2 separate regions of the Mus musculus genome follow, and region 1 is linked to region 2. A link is a contact called in public promoter capture Hi-C data. All regions are on one chromosome and are shown on one strand. Each heading gives the region's core, a stretch centred on a gene start, on an enhancer-like site or on the middle of the called end of the contact. The rest is flanking DNA. Distances are from core to core; before and after follow the strand shown.

The links. Capture Hi-C pulls out chosen DNA fragments and counts their contacts.
Region 1: a promoter capture Hi-C map of adipose tissue shows a contact between it and region 2. The contact joins two enhancer-like sites. A contact is called at or near these places in 7 of 484 Hi-C or Micro-C datasets (CD8 T cells, Th17 cells, effector CD8 T cells and 4 more), 4 of 115 datasets of contacts at active chromatin or transcription factors (the SCID.adh cell line, effector CD8 T cells and embryonic stem cells) and 3 of 9 other capture datasets (adipose tissue, liver and pancreatic islet).

Annotation. Positions count from the first base shown.
Region 1 is chr9:69,475,985-69,480,255 of GRCm38.p6, reverse strand. Anxa2 (annexin A2) reads right to left here. Exons shown (of 13, transcript NM_007585.3): 4 at 4,109-4,203; 5 at 465-578. Among named protein-coding and RNA genes, the nearest start is that of Mir3109, 21 kb to the right of the region's middle. Within about 2 kb of position 2,620, at least 76 of the 459 cell types and tissues checked have an H3K27ac peak or open chromatin away from gene starts, as enhancers often do. A contact at or near this core is called in the SCID.adh cell line, adipose tissue and uterus, where this site is marked.
Region 2 is chr9:69,299,581-69,303,976 of GRCm38.p6, reverse strand. All of the region lies in intron 2 of Rora (RAR-related orphan receptor alpha), which reads right to left. Gm46153 (a long non-coding RNA gene) reads left to right here. Exons shown (of 2, transcript XR_001779364.2): 2 at 3,322-3,557. Among named protein-coding and RNA genes, the nearest start is that of Gm46153, 3.8 kb to the left of the region's middle. Within about 2 kb of position 2,401, at least 66 of the 459 cell types and tissues checked have an H3K27ac peak or open chromatin away from gene starts, as enhancers often do. A contact at or near this core is called in the SCID.adh cell line, adipose tissue and uterus, where this site is marked.

The DNA.
Region 1 (4,271 bases), core at 1,371-3,870, 180 kb before region 2:
TGCTGATTTTTGGACCAAATCCAAATTTTGGCCCAGCAACGGATTGGGGGGGGGCAGGGGGAAGCCAGAGGAAGCAGCATCCAGGAGGGCATGGGCAGAATCTGCAAGCTTTACTGAACAAAAGCTGTTTTTCTTTCTCCTTAATACCACACATATCCTCCTTAAAAAGGAAGTGTAATCAAGGAAGCAGTTTTCCCAAGAGGCATTCCAATCGCCCAGGTGCCGAGTCTCAGCAGCTGCTAACCATCACTAAGCTGCTAAGCATCAGGAAATTTCTTTGCCGTCGTTAAAAAAGAGAGAGATTGAAATATTTTTGGTTCAAATCCTGACAACTTATAGCATTGGGGGGAAATGACTTCAAATAAGACTCCAACACAACTGACAATCACCTAGTTACACTCAAAAGGCTGTAATTCACAGACGCTAATGGGCAGGTTGACGGATGACACCCCACACGTGTTTACCTTCATGGAAGCTTTTAGTTCCGAAGCATCATACTGGGCAGGTGTCTTCAATAGGCCCAAAATCACCGTCTCCAGGTGGCCAGATAAGGCTGACTTCAGCGCTGACGGGAGCTCCTGTAAAAGGGAGATGTCTCAGAGCTGCTTGGAACCAACGTCCACTCTGGAACCAGCGAGACAGAAATAAGATGGCTCTCTCTGAAAAGCAGGCTGTGTGTGAGTCTTTGACCACTCTGCCGTTTGGGGAGAACTTCCTCGTCCCCTACATCAGACCAGGAGGGCAGAAACCACATGGTAAGGGAATCCACTAACACCCAGGCTGATCACTAGGTAGCTGTAGCTGATAGCTCCTGAGAGGAGAGCTAAGAGTGGAGTCTCAGGGAGATTTCCAAGTCAAGCTGAAAAGAAGTGAGGTAGAAAGACCAGTGGAGTCCTGCAGGTCTATAGAGGTCCCAGGGAAGGCGTTTGTGATGCTGCTCTAGGGTGGGACCTTGTAGCCTGGAGCTAGCTGTGCTAGCGAGGCCGGGGGTGGGGGGGAGGGTGCTGAGCTTTCCCTATGTAAAACACCGCACCTCGCCCTGAGCCATCTCCCATCTCCTCCAGGTTGGGGCGGTGATGAATATGATGTGAACTCCAGCCCCTCAGAGTCCCTTTCAACTTCCTGTTGGACAGTGTCATCATCACGCCACTATCATCATGAACACACAATTTTAATAAAGTCGGAGGTCTGAGGCAGCACTCAGATATGTAGACAGATATCCTTAATTCAGGGTGGCTCTTAAAGATATTTCCTCGGCGACTGGATACTCACCAGCCATGGGAATGGACTAGGCCACAGCTGCACTGAACTGAACTGCATTTATTTTTATGTGGGGTGTGCGTGTTGCATGTGTGTGTGTGTGTGTGTGTGTGTAGGAGCATATGCGGGTTAAGGTCACAGAACAAGCTTAGTTGTCATTCCTCAGGTGCCCTCCACTTTCTGATTGAGATAAGGTCTCTTGTTGGCCTGGAACTTGGCCCTGTAGGCTGGCTGGCCAACAATTTCTGAGGCTCCACAAGCCTCTAAAGGTAACATACAGCAAGTGTCAAGAAAGTCAGACCTGGCATGGATGCGAACAAGCATTAGGCCCAGCCCATTCACCTCCTCCTTCTGGCTGCTGATGCCCTAACCATGCATGGGAGGTAGGAAGGTCTTTCTAAAACAACACATACCAATTATAACACCAGCTTTCCAAATTGGAACCCTGAGGTTAAGTGACTCCCAACTTGGTCTGTCCTTGACACTCCCCCTCCCGCCCCCACCCCCATCTCTGCTCTCACCTCAGGGGACATCTGGGGCACCTACTGGATTTTTCCACTTTGACTTGAATTGCTCAGAATGCCCAGTATAGGACTCAGCACAAATAAAAATCCCAGAAGGGATCAATAGAACAACAACTGTTCTCTGCATAGAGAAACCTTGTGTCTAGCACTAGTTTGAAGGGACAAAGCATAAAATGCAAACTTCCTCCCTGTGTCCCTCTTTTACTAGCTGTGACAGTATCTGCAGCAGCTCACCACCTGGGCAGGGTCCCTCTGTCCCTCTAGACCAGTGGTTCGCAACCTTCCTAGTGCTGCAACCCTTTAATAGGGTTCTTTGTCCTGGTCAGAAAGGCCACGGTGATCCCAGCCACAAAAGTATTTTTGTTGCTACTTCATAACTGTGTGTTTGCTGCTACTCTGAGTCATCAGGTAAACATCTGTTTTCCGGTGGTCTTAGGCGAGTCCTGTGAAAGGGTTGCTCAACCCCTGAAAGAGATCATGACCCACAGACTGTGAACCACTGCTGCAGACCAGTCTTGACAAACAGTGCACCTAAAACAATACTAGGACGTCCTTTTAGAAAATTACCTCAGGCAGTTGCGGCATCTTCCTGTGACAGATAATCACCCTGGACCATTAAGTATCATCAGGGCAGTGGGCTGTCCTTAGCACGCGCTAATGCCTGTGTGTTTGCTGACCCTTCTCATGATTCTAATAATGTGTTTACTCCAACAGGCTCTGCAGGATCTGCGTTCTCCAGCTACCTAACATGAAGCCAAGCTCAGTGTGCACACACAGTTCCAAGGCCACACTGAATGAGCAGTTATTTCCTTCAGTCCAGAATAGTGGATCTCCTGTTCCAACGGGAACTTGGCTCTTGCAGCTCTCAGATCCTTTGGGACAGCCAGAGACATAAAACACTCCCTTCTGAGCCTCACTGCAGAAGATTAACACACGTCATCCCGTGAAAGGAGAATTGTAATGCATGTGGGATGAAGGGAGCTAGCTGCTTTCCCATTTACGTCCTTTCCCAACTGCTTTGGAGCACGGAGGACAGAGCTTCAGCCAGGCTTGACCTGGAACTCCCAGGACCTGGTGGTCACGCCAACTCCAGGGACACACAGTTTCTCCTGGCATTCTTTCAGGTCAATGCTACTGTAGCGGGGAGTGAAAGCCTCAAGTCAGGCGGGAGCCGCATGAGGTCACCCTGATGGCACTGTCCGAATATAAGTCAAAAGCTTTTAATAGCAAAGCGTTAGAGATTAAGTAGCATATCCTTAAAGGTAAAATGTCCTAGTGCTGTGGGAAACTAAGGTGGACAAGACGGGGCCTGCTTTAGCCACGAGTGGACGAGCAAAGGGAAAACACACACAGAAAACTCCATAAACACTAGGAGCGAAGCCTATTGAAGATAGCAGGCTGGACCACAGCACTTCAGCCACGATGAATCTGATAAAGAAGCTGTGTGTGTGTGTGTGTGTGTGTGTGTGTGTGTGTGTGTGTGAGATTTAGAGCTCTCTGAATCAGCTAAATTGACTGTCTGGGGAGCCCCAGGAATCCTATCTAGCGTCCCTAGCACTGGGGTATTTAGCTCTTTTAACGTGGATGCTGAAGATTGAACTCAGATACTCATGCTTGTGTGACAAGCACTTTACCAACAGAGCTGTCTCCCCAGCCCCTCAGTGTAAATGAGAAGCACACGTTAGGACTCACGCCCAGTGGAGGAAACCATTCTGAAATTACATTCACAACATCTGACGAAGAAGCCAGAGAAGCCATGAGAGGAAGTGAGTTGCTACCTAAGCACAGCAATGACAGAGTCAGCACATAACCCGTGGGACCATTGCTTCTCTTCCTTGTCGTCTATTCCAGAATGCCTCCCTCGTGTGTTCCAGGATGTCACCTTTCCATTCTACCTCCCACGGCTGTACCTATGAAAGCAGCAACCCTCTCAAGGATATAAGAGGGAAACCTTGGACATCCAAGAGTTCTAGAAGGATCCTTTTGGTTAAAGAAGATCCACAACTCACAAAAAGAAAAAGTAATGTTGGACGGGGTAGGGGTGGAGAATGGGTTAGCAGGTAATGGTGCTAAATGTAAAAAAAAAAAAAAAAAAAAAAAAAAAAAAAAAAAAAAGCCAGATGTGGTATCCCCAGCATTTCTGTGACAAGATAGAAATTGAAGACAGGGGAATCATCTGGAAGCTTTAGGGCCTGCCACCCTACGGTATGCAGGGCAACACAAACAAGGGACACACACACACACATATTAATTAAGAACAGAACAGGCAATATCTGAGAACATTAACTCAACAAGGCCTGCCCTCCACACTAAGGTTCCAGTACCTTTTTGGTCCTTCTCTGATAGGCGAAGGCAATGTCCTGCCTCTGCACATTGCTGCGGTTTGTCAGGATGTTGACAATGGTGACCTCATCCACTCCTGTGGAGAATCAAGTTATGAACAGTTACCCCACCACACGCTTTAGGAGACGTTCACACAGTGAAATC
Region 2 (4,396 bases), core at 1,152-3,651:
TGTGACCGGTACTCTCTTTCCTTTCCTTGACACCAAGTGTACAGTACTGAAGGAGCCCGTGGCCGCAGGAGCAGAGTACCACAGCCTGGACCCAGGCTGAGGTTCCAGCAGTTTTACCCACTAGTGCTGTTCACCATAGGGCCCTGGGAACCCTCTGGGAGTCCTGGGTGACACACTGAGGACCACTCTGTGGAGGGTGGAGACTAGAAAATCCAAAAGCTGTCTAATCTTCTCAAGGCTTGTGTCCTGGTAGAGTGGAGGTGAAGGAGATTTATAAGGTTTAGTTTAATTCGGTCTCCACCCACTTGTCCTCCAGCTGTTATTTACTTATTTAAAGCACTCAGTTGTGGGAATGCAATATACATTCTGTGTGGCTCAGTATGAAGAGGTCCTGGCCATGGAAGCCCTGTGGACTCAGGGTGGACACCTAGAACCCTCAGTGGAAGGGGAGAGCTGATTCATGTACACCCACTGGTAGGGTATGGACACCACACACACACACACACACACACACACACACACACACACACACACACACTAGAAACAGAGAAAAAGAAATCTGTGCAGTTGGTTTCATTAGCGTTTTGTTGTTAAGAAAGGAAGCCACTATACCATGTTATTAAAAAATTATCAAACGATCATGAATTAAAATCCCCCCTCAAAATAAAACCAAAACCAAAAACACCCGAAGAGACTAGTTCGGCCCCTGCCTGCAATTCCTCCTTTAAACCTTTCACACCATGAGTACTTGGGGTGCATTCTTTAATCGGGTGTCCTAATTCAGCGTCATGCAAATGAATACCCCCCTAGAGAGGCCTTATTATAATTCCCAGCCCTTGATGTCGACATAATCCCTACAGTTCCCTAACTTCTTGCTTTCTAACTTCTGTTTACTGATCCGTTGCTTCTGCAGGCTCAGTATGGCATCAATTAGTAACACTGTGTGTTGATTAAGTTTCCCCAGAGCCCAGAGAAGGCTGCTTTGTATTTATTAATGACTGCACTGGGCACTACTTACTATTTTTCAATAGCATTTAAAAATGAGTAAATTACTGAAGCTCAACTATAAAAGAATCTCACATTTCAAAGGCAAGGGGGTGGGGGGAGAGAAAGAGCGTATCATTTCAAACCATCCCTAATACTTGCATGGCTGGTTTTATTTTCAATGTAATATTCAAGGGGTGTGTGTGTGTGTCTTCAGCTCCTGACTCTTGTTCTAAGCTCAGCATTTTGGAATATACATGACATGAGTTGGGGAACAGGGACATAGACCCGGTGATTAATTAAGAGCTGGTTTAACAGGTCTAAATTTCATTCTCTCTCTCTCTCTCTCTCTCTCTCACACACACACACACACACACACATACACACACCTGTTAAGTACCACATGTCTGATTCAGCAAGACTCCACCCACAAGGTTAATGAGAGAGTGAGAGAGAGAGAGAAGGAGAGGAGGAGGAGGAGGAGGAGGAGGAGGAGGAGGAGGAGGAGGAGGAGGAGGAGGAGGAGGAGAGAAGAGAGATTGCAAACCGAGGTCCCAAATTATGTTGTCAAGGGTAATTCACCAACCAACTACAAGCTCACCCAGTTTAAACTGTCCTATTTGGTGGGGGATTTCATGTGGCATATTAGGTGAAGTTTGAGATGCCCACCTTGGTACCGAGTTTGCTGCCTGAAGGAAGAGGATCCGATCTCTCCTGTGAGGAATCTTTCCTAAGTAAATGGCAAGTGGTAGGAGGGAAATTGGTTCTCATTTGCCCTGCCTTAGGAAGTGAGGAACTGCAAGCCACATCCCCCCACCCCCCACTCCCCTAAAGGATCTGGCCATGAGGTAAAGCATTCCTCCCTTTGTCTTAAGCTCCCCTTTGATGTGCAAGTCACTGGTGGAGTAAACCGTGATGACTTTGATGTTGAACTTGGAGACTTTATTGTTACTAGCATGCCTATAAGGAGAGCCGCCAGTCACTTCTCACATCTGAACAACCATGTTCCTTTACAGCCCCTTTTTTACAAGCATCAAATCCTTAAATACATGTTTTCCCATTCCTGTTGATTACTATGCTATCTGTGGTGGGGGAGGGCTGTGCTCCAATGTAATTGCAGCACCCACGTTTTCTGTAAACACCCCGAGGCGAGGCATCGTCAGATGGCTGGTAACCAAACTCCCTCAACAAGAGAAGCTTAACTGCAAAACAAATTTCTAGCAAATAAAAACATCCCGAGAAACTCTCTGAGCCATTTTAGTAGTCAAAAGGAGGAGTTTGGTCAGTATTTCTCCTAAGCAACCATTTGAAACGACACAGAAACTGTAAAAGAGTTGGCGGCGGCGGCAGGGGCCTGCGGAGAGGCTGCCAAAAGTTTGAACCATCTTAACTCATTGTAACAACTTTGTTTCTCTGCAGTGGTGGAAACAGGAAACTTCTGTTAAGACGATTCTGCTGGATAGAAGCCTGGCTTTCCCTTTAAATTTCTACCCAACCAGAAACAGGCAATGTGCTCAGTCTTTAAAGGAGCTGTTGAAGATACAACTCTAATTTCACGTGCTGACTCCCATCAGATTTTTCTTTCCAAACTTTGTTTAATCACTTCTGGAAATGTCAAATATCATCCCCTCACCCCAACCCTCACTTACATCACAGGAAACTGGTGTCTAACAGACCCTTCTCCTTCGATCAACATTGTAATAAAACTCAAGTTCTTTTGGATTTCTGGCTTCAGATGAAGTAGGGACAGATCTCCATGTTTCCTTCTGGTTCTGTTTGCTGTTGTTGTTTTGTTTGTTTGTTTGTTTGTTTTTAAGCAGGTGGCCCAGGAGGCACAGCATTTCTGCCTGCTAATCACTGGGGAGAAATGGGGGGGTGTACTACATCTCTTAGGGATCTGGGGCTTTAGTGTGCCGTTGGGAATACAATCACGGTGGAATACAGTGGTTTAGGCTGTTTGGTGGTCTTCATTTTTCAGTTAATACCCCACTCCTAGGTTTCAACTCAACCATCAAAAATGGAAAAGGCTTTGGGCTAGAACTTGATAAAGCAGGGCTGTAATTTGCCAGAACTAAGTTTAGGCATATTTGTTAATATTAATGAAAGCCTTCTTGTTTTAAAATGTATTTAAATAGCTGGCATTAGTAATTACCTCTTTCTACCTTAGAATTTTCACTTCCAAAAGGAGCTGGTTAGCCGACTGAAGTATCTTAAGCAGTTATAGTTGGGGACAGGGAGTAAAGAAGTCAGCAGGCTTCTGTGTGCCTTTCCTACATCTTGAACGAGAGACCCCAGCCCACCTTTCAACTGTAACGGAAACATTTTTTTTTCTTATAGAAACATGAACTCTGGAAAAGACCTTGGCAGCTGTCAATCACAACCTTCTAATTTTACAAACAGGGCAAGAAGGCAAGCGAAGAAAACCTGCCAGTTACCATGCAGCAGATCCAGACTAGAGCCCATGCCTTCATCCGCTTCCCTCCACACGCAGGCTGGGGCTTTCCACTCCTCAACACCGTGTGGCAACTGGGGGCCCAGATGACTCATGCATCAAATAAAGGTGTTGAACTTAAGCGATTTCTCAATCAGAATCATCTATGCAGCTTACAATTTACCAGCACATGCGATCCACCAAGGCCATCAGACCAAAATCACCAGAATCTCAAATAGAACACGCACACACAAATACACATATATTGTTTAAAATTTGACTTTTAAGTACATGTCTGTGTGTGTGTGTGTGTGTGTGTGTGTGTGTGTGTGTGTATGTGTGTGGGGGGTATGTGCACATGAGTACAGGAGGCCAGTAGAGCGTGTTGGATTGGGTTGATTGGCCTGGCATGAGCACTGTGACTAAAACTCAGGTCCTCTGTAAGCAGTGTGAAGTTTTAAAAGCTCCAGCTCTCTAATCCCTAAGAGCCTGTATACCTTGAAAGTTCCATCCTGTCTAATATACTGACAATACTGGGTGCTGAGAGACCAGAGAGCCTCTGAGATCCGTTCTAGGCCTGCTGCAGGGCGTTTAGCAAGGTTTGGGGAAAGCCTGTGACTGAGCTCTCTTTTTGCTCATCCACCAAGCCATCCTACTTCTGTCAGACTGGTTGTGCTGCTGGAGTTACCTATATGAAGGCAGCTGGCATGTTTACTCAAACATTACCCACCACAGCATACACTCACCAAGGACACAGACTACATATGTCATGGTCACCACTGTCTGAGTAGCCCACAGCATTGAAGCTGCCCCAAGCAATGGGGTAGGTATATTGCACAACCACCTCCCAGGGCCAGAGTCAGTTGGAGTGTTGTCTGCCTCCACACCACTCAGAGTCCAACTTTACTGGCGTTTCCAGATGAAAACTCACTCTACACAAAAGGCAGGGTGTCTGGTTATTGGAATCAGAGACAGGGTGTC